2 separate regions of the Arachis hypogaea genome follow, and region 1 is linked to region 2. The links are chromatin contacts, called in public Hi-C maps. All regions are on one chromosome and are shown on one strand. The core of a region is the stretch at or near the end of the contact, and the rest is flanking DNA. Distances in the headings are between cores, read along the strand shown.

What was found. A called contact is a pair of places that touch in the nucleus more often than the background predicts.
Region 1: a Hi-C map of an unstated tissue shows a contact between it and region 2, with 4 times the contacts expected there. The contact joins two enhancer-like sites. A contact is called at or near these places in 3 of 8 Hi-C or Micro-C datasets (leaf and an unstated tissue).

Annotation. Positions count from the first base shown.
Region 1 is chr2:31,965,000-31,969,619 of arahy.Tifrunner.gnm2.J5K5, forward strand. It overlaps LOC112723505, which reads right to left. Exons shown (of 18, transcript XM_072208507.1): 11 at 2,203-2,268; 12 at 1,485-1,592; 13 at 1,217-1,347; 14 at 424-490; 15 at 263-327; 16 at 102-192. Among protein-coding and RNA genes, the nearest start is that of LOC112723505, 11 kb to the right of the region's middle. Within about 2 kb of position 3,347, at least 3 of the 3 cell types and tissues checked have open chromatin away from gene starts, as enhancers often do.
Region 2 is chr2:31,437,751-31,442,821 of arahy.Tifrunner.gnm2.J5K5, forward strand. No RefSeq gene overlaps it. Among protein-coding and RNA genes, the nearest start is that of LOC112763478, 18 kb to the left of the region's middle. Within about 2 kb of position 3,306, at least 1 of the 3 cell types and tissues checked has open chromatin away from gene starts, as enhancers often do.

The DNA.
Region 1 (4,620 bases), core at 2,097-4,596, 530 kb after region 2:
TGTAACTGCTCAAGTACAGATTGTAGTTGTCATACTTAGAGGCATATGATTTTCACCTCAACTCATGTGATAAAAAAACAATCATTGGAAAGGAAAAATACCTTGGATTCTATATCCAAAAATTCATCTTGAAGCTTTTTCCTTGGATTCACTTTAGAATCCTCATTATCTGGAGCTGTTGGATTCTCTAATCTGGTATGAGTAAAAAGTTATAGTTATAATTTTGACACAATATACAATTAAGAGAGACAGAGTGCCATACCCTTTATTTGAACTTAAATTCTCCACAAGCTTTCTCATTTGCTTAACTGATGAACCCAATTTTTCCTAACAGATAAGTAAGCTGGTGATGAGAAGATAAAGAAATGAAGCAAGTGAGTTTATAAAAAAATCTGAAAGTTATTAAGCTTGGTGATTTATTACCTCATATGAAGACAAAAGCTGAATGATCAAATTCACATAATTTTCTCCATATCTCTGGAGTTCAACACTTTGTATAAGCAAAAAGAAAAAAATTAGATACTATGAAAATTAAAACGTAAGGCACACATCAGGCACTATTAATGACAGATATAAATTTGATAGGTTCTAGAAATCCTTATAATTACATTTAGTTTTAAGTTAAGTCCTAATAAATTGAAAGTTTGTAATTAAGTTTTTTATAGGGCAGCTCAGTGCAAGCATACTACATTCAACACGGTTTAGAAAAATTGAAAAAAGGTTGCATCTAAAGTGTGTAATGTAAGTAGTCTAACACAAATGTTGTAATTAAGGTCGCATATTTCATAAAAACTTTTGATTAGGCCCCTACTACCTAAACATTTTCAAGTCAAATCTCCATATTTTACAACCTCTTTTTAACTAAATTCTTGTAGTTTAAAAAACTTTGTGATCAAGCGTTTATATTGGATGATGAATTGCTGTTTTTCTTTTTTCTTTTTCTTCTTGAAAATTTTTGTACAATGTAGGACTTGATGACAAAATTTTAAACTAGAGCAACCTTTTTTATTGTATGAAGACTTAGAAGTATGTAAACTAAGACCTAATTAAACTTTTTCATAATGTAAAAACTTGATTATAAACTTTTCAACTTTAGAGACATAATTTGAAATTAAATGAAACTATAGGAACTCTTGGAATAATCAAAAGTGTATTCTTTCAAGAGTGTTAGTTGATTATATTTTATTGGCCAATGTTACTAAACTAGAGCACATACTTGATCTGCTCCTTCTCTTTCTTCGTATGGGAGGTTTGATGAAGCCATGTATTCTCTAGAAAATGCATCCATGTATCAACAACATTTGATTCCCTTGTGTAAGAAGCAATTGATCGAATCATCTCATCTTCCTAATATCAAAAAACTTCATAACAGATTATCAAAAATATCAAAAGGGTTCATAACACATTATTGGCTTCTGAGTAGCCTTTAAAATTAGTTAACTTTCCTGTAGATGTCACCTTAAGCATGAAATAAAATTTTGTACCTTAGCCTTCAAATGTACAACAATTTCATTGCTTGCTTCATTGAATTGATCTCTTTCTTCTCTTGCATTGTGGAGGCGCATTCTAGCAGATAATAACAAGCTGTTGACCTGTAGTAGTAGGATTATGTAATTCAACCAAAATGTAACAGAAAGACGATATGTAAAATCATGTTAGCATTTTGTGATGCTGGGCTTCTATTGAAAGTGGAAATTATGTTCAATTAAACCTGATTGAAAAACCACGAATTATTTAGTGAACCGCTATAGGTTTGGAAGTGACACTGTGATTGAGTTTGGGTGAAAGTGAGTGTGCTGAACAGGAGTGCAGAAACCAGTGTAAACTTAAGCAATTGGTGGCTACTAATCTACTATTCCATCAGTGTAATTATCTGATAAGAGGAATAGTCTAAAATGGAATCTCCTCAAACTATCATCTACAAGAAAGAATGTTTCCTTTTCTAAAAGAGGGTTCAGAGATTCATGAATATGATTTCTTGGTAAGGAAGATCCAACAAGTATGCACTGTTATTGGTTATTATTCTTATTTGGTTGGTATTCTATTCCTAGCCTTAAATCTGTTAAATTTTACAAATCATGCCTGCAAGTTATAGATAGGAGAACAGTTACTCCCCAAAATTACATTTGCGTATATAAACACAATAGATTTTATATATTGTAATTGGAACAAGACAATTACGAGCAGGCAAAATAGAAAAACCTTTTTCAGTTTCTCTTCAAGTTCATCCTTTAGCTTCTCAAGTTCTTCAATCTCCATTGTTACTTCCTGCAAAAGGATAGTGATAATTACCTAGAAAGAAATGAGAAAATTTTATTTGCTTCATATATATATATATAGCAAATTTGGCCCAAAATGTAATTCTCATATATTACTAGTTGTATCACTTTTCTATAGTTCTATTGAACCTAGCATTGCTTACTAGCATTGTTAGAATAATGAAAATGAACTCTTCAATGTGAAAATTTTATATGATTTAGACGCGTAGATTTTCACATTTGATCAGGAAGGTTATGTATTATGCATTCTAGAAGACAATCTAATCAATAGTAAAAATCTTTTGAAAAGTATCCTTTAAAGTAGGGAGAATTTCAAAGGGATAAAGTAAGCGGTCAATTACCATTGAATTTGTAATTTTTATCATATGTGATACCTTGATTCAAGGGTGATTAGCCTTTCACTTTTTTCCTCTGCCAATATTTTCTCTTTAGAAGAATTTGATCCAAAATCTTCATATAAGGAAGTTATGTGAAATATTTACTCAAGAGAACCACAATAAGCTTGGATTGGCCAACATCTTCACTTTCGGATTACCACATCATAAGATCCCAATCTAGGTGTAATAATTTTTATGCCAACAGCCAAAATTGGCTCTACGCAAGGTCTAAGTCCAAATACTCTTCCCAAATGGATCCCAAGCCATCATCCTTCAACTCAATGCAAAAGTACAATATCCAAAGTTTGTTGAAATAAAACATGAAACCAAAGCACTTTGAGGCACAGGGTTTGGTGAACAATTTTTTTTTTTATTGTCTACGGTATTTTCCAACTCGACAGACTAAGAACTAATATGTCGCGAATCTAAGCTCCATTTAAGGGTCCTGCCATTAGCTAATGAGTTATTGTATGCACAAGACGGGATTCAAACCTCTGACACTTGTTTAAGCGGACAAATGAGCTGACCACTCGACTCATCCAAGTCTATTGTTTGGTGGACAATTTATCCAATTAAATATTCTTCAGCAAAGCATTTTTTTGTCACAAGTACACAACTCATACACAGTGTGGTGTTCCGTTTTTTTTTTTTTTTGGTCAGTATGGTGTTCTTAAATCACAACCCAATCTTAGTTAGAAAGTGAACCCTGGTGTAGCTTTTTAAGAGACAGTCAATTTGCTATCTGATCCAGGCCTCACTTGGATGCCAATCATGTTCAAATTGATCCATAGTCATGCTTCAAGTCCAAAATAGTCCTCCAAAAGCCCAAATCATAAGACCCAAATAGTCCTTGCCAAGAAAAACAAGATTACTTGTTTGGTAGGTACTAGTTTGGGTGTTTGCTAGCGTGCTAATAGAAAGTTGCCTAATTTACTAAAAAAAATAAAATTTAATATTTAATTTAACAAATATAAAAATAAATTATTTTTAAATATTTAAAACTTACCATAAAAAGTAATTTCGACAAATTCGACACCAAACTTATAGGCATCAAAGAATTTGCCACTAGTTTAAGGCAAGGGTAATTTGTTGATTGAAAAAGATCTAAGTATAGCATTCATTTTTATAAAGGGAAAGTATGAGGAGTTAATGAAATATTTGTACAATGTGTACAATGGAGGTTTATGGAGTATTAGAGATATAACCATTAGTGTTATCTTTTTTTCATCAGTTGAAACTTTTGGAATGAATGGTATCATAACATAGTATTAGAGCTCTATATCCAAAAGGTTAAGAGTTCGATTTTTGGTGAACCCAAAAATTAGTTTAAGCTTTTGAGAAGATGTTTATTATCCCTATTACTCGGATGATTATTCTAGATAGTACGAAGATGTTCATTTTGTAACTCATATAGTATTATAGTCCATTATGCACATTGTACAAATAAGCCATTGTCTTTCTAGCAGGACTCTTTTATAAATGATAGGAGCGGATTCATTGGAACATGTAGATTTGGGCTATCATTTGTATGGGGGCCTTAAATAGAATTTCATACTTTTTAACTTATTTCAGTATTTGCCCTTTCATGTGCTTTTCACTTATTTTGTATTCCATTATACAGATTTGGCATTCTTACATATCTTTTGTGGATTATTAATTTATTTCATTTAACCGCACTCTACTTGCAGACTTTTTTTGTGGTCGACGACGACTGAAGTAGGATTCATTGTCCAAATACTAGAGTTAACTCTTGAGTTTTTAAGGTATCCAAGGCCAAATTATAATTCAACAAAATAATTAGAGAAGAATAAAATAGGATCATTTGTATAATAAGTTGGTCAAATCAAAAGTTTTTTTCAAGTTAAACTTTCTTAAGAGTAAAAGATAAGAGAAAAATTACAAAAATAACATTTAAAAGTTATGTTCTTCAAGAATAATAATAACCTTATAAAAATTATTTGACA
Region 2 (5,071 bases), core at 2,056-4,555:
CAATGGATTTAGGGAATCCGTGCATTTTAACAATGTTCTTAATGAAATCTTCTGCAACTGTTCCACTATCAAAATCATATGCTTTAATGGTATAAAATGAGAAAATTTGCTAACCCGGTCAATCACAACCATGATCACTGAATATCCATGAGTTGGCGGCAATAATGAGATGAAATCCATACATATATCTGCTCATACCTACATCGGAATTGGAAGTGGCTACAACAACCCATCTGGTAACTTGGTCTCTACCTAAGCTTGTTGACAAATTGAGCACGAAATCACATAATTTATGATATCCTGCAGCATATTCAGCTAGTAAAAACTAGAACAAATTCATTCCATAGTTTTTACTATGCCTGAATGCCCACCAACCTTGCTGTCATGGAATTCTTTCAAGATTAACTTAACTAAATCACTCTTTGGAGGGATAACCACTCTATTTCTCCACAGCAAGATCCCATTTTGACTAGTGTAGTTTGAGTCCTCTTGAGTATTATTGTGGCATTTCTGGAGCATGGCTTTGAGGGTAGAGTCTGCCTCAATATCCGCTCTCAGAGTTGTTAACCACTATAAATCGGGAGCGGACCAAGCAACTTTTGCATCCATTTATGTTGCTCTGGTGTGTGTAAAGTTTGTTCCAATAAAGCTTTTCAGGCTCTTCTAATCCGTTCTAATGACAAATCTCTTCCCTAACAAATAATGACAAAATTTTGCTATGGCCTCTGTGATCTCATAGAACTCCCTCGTATAGGCGGATTGTTGCTGCATTGCTGGTGAGAGCTTCTTGGAAAAATATGCGACTAGATGTTGTCCTTGAGTTAAAATTGCACCAATCCCACTGCTTGAGGCATCTGTCTCAACTTCAAAAGGCAAATCAAAGTCTGGTAATGCCAACACTGGTTGTGAGGTTATTGCCTTTTCGAGTTGCATAAAGACAACTGCAGCTTGTTCATTCCCTTGAAATGAATCCTTCTATAGTAACCAGTTAAAGGAGCTTTCGTCGAAGCATAGCCCTTGATGAACCATCTATAGTAACCGGTTAAGTTGAGAAATTCTCTCCAATGTTGTGTGTTCATAGGCTGCTACCAATCAACTATCGCCTGCACATTATCTCTCTCCATGTGCACTCCCTGCTCCGAAATTCTGTGGCCCAAATAATCAATTTTATTTGTTTCAAAAAGACATTTAGAGAGCTTTGCATATTGTGTTTCCTACTGCAACCGTTTTAATACTAACTCTAACAACTTAGCCCAAACAATTCGTCTAACAACTCATCAACTGTTAGGATTGGAAAGCTATCCTTCATTGTGATGTTGCTGAGAGCACGATAGTCAGTGCAAAATCTCCATGTACCACCCTTCTTCTTGACCAACAGGATTGGAGATGAGAAAGGGCTTTTACTTGGTTGAATAATTCCTTCATCCAACATTTGCTGCACCATCACTTTGATTTGCACCTTTTGGTTTTGCGAATACCTATAAGATCGAACATTAACCGGATTCAATCCTTGTATCAACTGTGATCATGTGCACGTTGCGGAGGTAGACCCGAGGGCTGTGCAAAGACTGGTGGATATGTATGTAACAAGAGAGCTAACTCTGGCTACAAATTTTCTGGCAGCTGCAGTGAGGAACTAGATTTCTCATCAGTGTTGCACACTTGCAAGGTGAATGGTTCAGTAATAGCATCAGTGCTTACCATTCTGCAAATGTGATGAAATTGTGCTTGTGAGGTAATCAGCGAATTTTCACCATACACAGCTACAAATTATCCATCATGCAAGAATCTGATGAAGGAGGCATCATAATCAACTATGTCCGCTCTAAGTTGCTTGAGCCAAGTTGTACTAATGACCATGTCCCCACCCGCAAGGTGTAACTCATAAACCTCTGGCATGTTGACTTTATAGTCCTGAATAATGCTGATTTCCATAGAAGGAATGCATCTTTCTACGCTCATTACTGTGAAATTTCCCATTATGACCTTGAAACCCGGAGCTTGTTCTATTGGCAGATTCAAAAACTTGGCAATCCTTGGCAAGATAAAGTTGTCCGAGCTGCACGCGTCAATAAATACTTGAATCTCCAACCCATTTATCAATGCCTTAATGCGAATTATAGCTGGACCTGAAGTCCCATGCATAGCATTATATGACAAATGATTCTTAACTACCTGTTGATCCAATTGCTGCATATCTCCTCAGGCGCTGGTTGTTCTTCACTAACACACTCCACATCACCTTCAAATTAGTACAGCATAAAGTGTCGATTCGGACATTTGTGGTTGGCTGACAATTTCTCATCGCACCAAAAGCAAAGGCCCTTCTTTCTTTTGCTTTGAATCTTTGCTGGTGACAACTCTTTTATGGGATTTCGGTTGGAGTTAGATGTAGGACATTGATTTGGTGTTGGTAACAAAGGTGGTAGGTTGTTCCGTAAAAGTGGTCTTTGTGGTGTGGTTGAAATTTGGTTGGTGAATTGTGGTCTGTAGTTGTTTGGGCCATGGGTTGATTTTGAAGGGTTTGCAAATTTGCCTTCATGAGAGAAGGTGGACATTGTGCTTTTACTTCCCTTTGTATCTCCTATTCCACACAACTAATGAAGCAGTCACGCAACACTTCTGGGGGTTCAATATTGGTACAATTCGCGAAATTTGGCAGTTCTTTAGGACGTTTGAAACTAAGGACATGTGAATGGTCGTTATACCAACTTGTTCTTCATGAGAGGGACTTGGAAAAAAAAAAAAACAAAATATTGATCTAGTTAAAATATCCAACCCAATGCATCTGGAGTTTGATCCATGGAGTGAAAGTTTACCCTTCGATGCGGTGGTACATTGCGGTAGTTGTAATTGGCATCGGAGTTCGATCCATGGAGCATCTCAGCAAAAGGGGAGTGATTGCAAGTATGTTCATTGAGGAGTTGTGTAATTGATCTCTGGATCGCCTCAAATTTCACATCCGCTGCCTCAGAGATCCGAGCTCTCTGAAAAAATCTCTTGATGTCAGCCTCTATCCCCTTCATTCTCATGTTCTCAACAACTGTCACGGCTAATGAAAGCACCAAATAGAAGGGTAAAAACGTAGGAATTATATTCAAGGCCAAAAACCGAGAACCATGCACATATCAACATAAAGTTCAGCAAGTGCAATGGAACAGTACAACTCAGAAAAAAAAAAAGGCAAACTCTTCCGTGTAGATAGGAAGATTTTATCTATATGTATAGATTAGTGTTGGCAATACTTAAATGTGACAAGTGTTGGTGGAGTGAGACATTTTCTGCATAAATTGCAGGGCATTGCAGGGTGTTGCAGTGATAGTACTTAACCGGTCACGTGCATTATGAAGTACCTTACTGAGATTAGCAATGTGTAACAATAATTAATAGTTAAGATCATTTTCATTATGCGTTTGGTAATATGGGTTCTTTTATGTTTTTATTGGATGAGAGCAATTAATTTTGGGCCTATTGCAAAAAAAGAGAGGCATATAAAAGTAGTACTAATTTAAGACCCAAAAACTAATACAAGGTGACCAAAATTAATGTTGGTCTTACTGTCGTAATAGTTTTTTAATAAAGTTTTTAAGCTGCAAACAACTACTTGATCTCATTTCTCACCTTTTAAATCTTATCACCTTTTTTCCACTAATAACATTATATTTCTATAGGTCAAATATCATATCAAAATTAAGTTGCATTATTAACATTAATGTTGCTAATAATTATATAACTTTTTTTTACTATTAATATTATGACTAACAATATTACTGTTGTTGTCGTGACTACAAATTTTGGATTAAGTGTTATCATTACTATAAATATATCGAAAAATATCAATTATAGGAAGAAGAATTTTAAAGCAGGGATAGATTTGTGTATTAAAATGTGCGGGCAATTACTTTGACTACACATGTAAAAATTTTTTGAGTAATATATGACAATAATAATTATTTGTCCCATTAAAATAATTAATTTGAGAGCACTCGAATTTTTTTAACTTCATTTTTACCATTAGATAGTTAACTTGAGCATGTCATTTTAGATATAAATTTTTGTGATCAATTCTTGAACTTAAAATAAAATTGATGTTCTTTATTTAAAATTGATTAACACCTGAAAGAATATTTTATCTATGAGTGTTTTCTTTTTTATAGTAAGTTTGAATTTTCTCATAACAACTACATTAGTTGAAACTTGAAAGAATTTTTCAGTTATAAATATTATAAACAGTGGGTTTCATAATCGTAAGAAAAATAATTTTTTACGTGATTATTTTATATTATATTATATATATATATATATATATATATATATATATATATATATAAAAAGAGAGATATTTAGTTGTATTCATATTTTAAAAGTTATTATTTTCTTAAATATGAAACTTACAATAATCGAATTCTAAAGTATATATTCTTATTTAAATTATTATTTTAATATTTTAATTTGTTAGTTACAGTATTTTAAAATTAATCATATTTTACAATACCATAATATAATTAAAAAAATTAAGTTTAATTTTTTTATTAGCCTTTACGATTTTATCAAATTTTCATTTAAGTCATTATAATTTAAAAATTTGTTATTATGTTAAATCCTTATATGAGATAAAAAAAAGTTTTCAGTTAGGATCTTTTTAACTTTTTTTTAAATATTTGTTTTTATATTTGATATACAATGAATTATAAAATTTTTTAAAAGCAAAATATTTTAGGATTAATGTACATTTTTTAAAGATACCTACTACGGATCCAATTAAACAATTTTTTTTTTTACTTAATATAATTATTTGATTCTAAATTCTTAAAATATAAGAACCTAACTAAAAATTATTAAATTATAAGAACTAACAAGTACTTAAACCAATAAATTATTAATATATTTTATATATTTTTATTTCAATCGTTAATTTTCTAGATCTGTCACTATTCTAAAGTCTCATGGTGAAGGTGGATAAATTGAAAATTTTATATCGTGGGACAAATATATAACATGTGACAGTAATAAAAATTTATTTATAAAATATCAAAATCGGTTGAATTAAATAATATAAAAATATTAATTA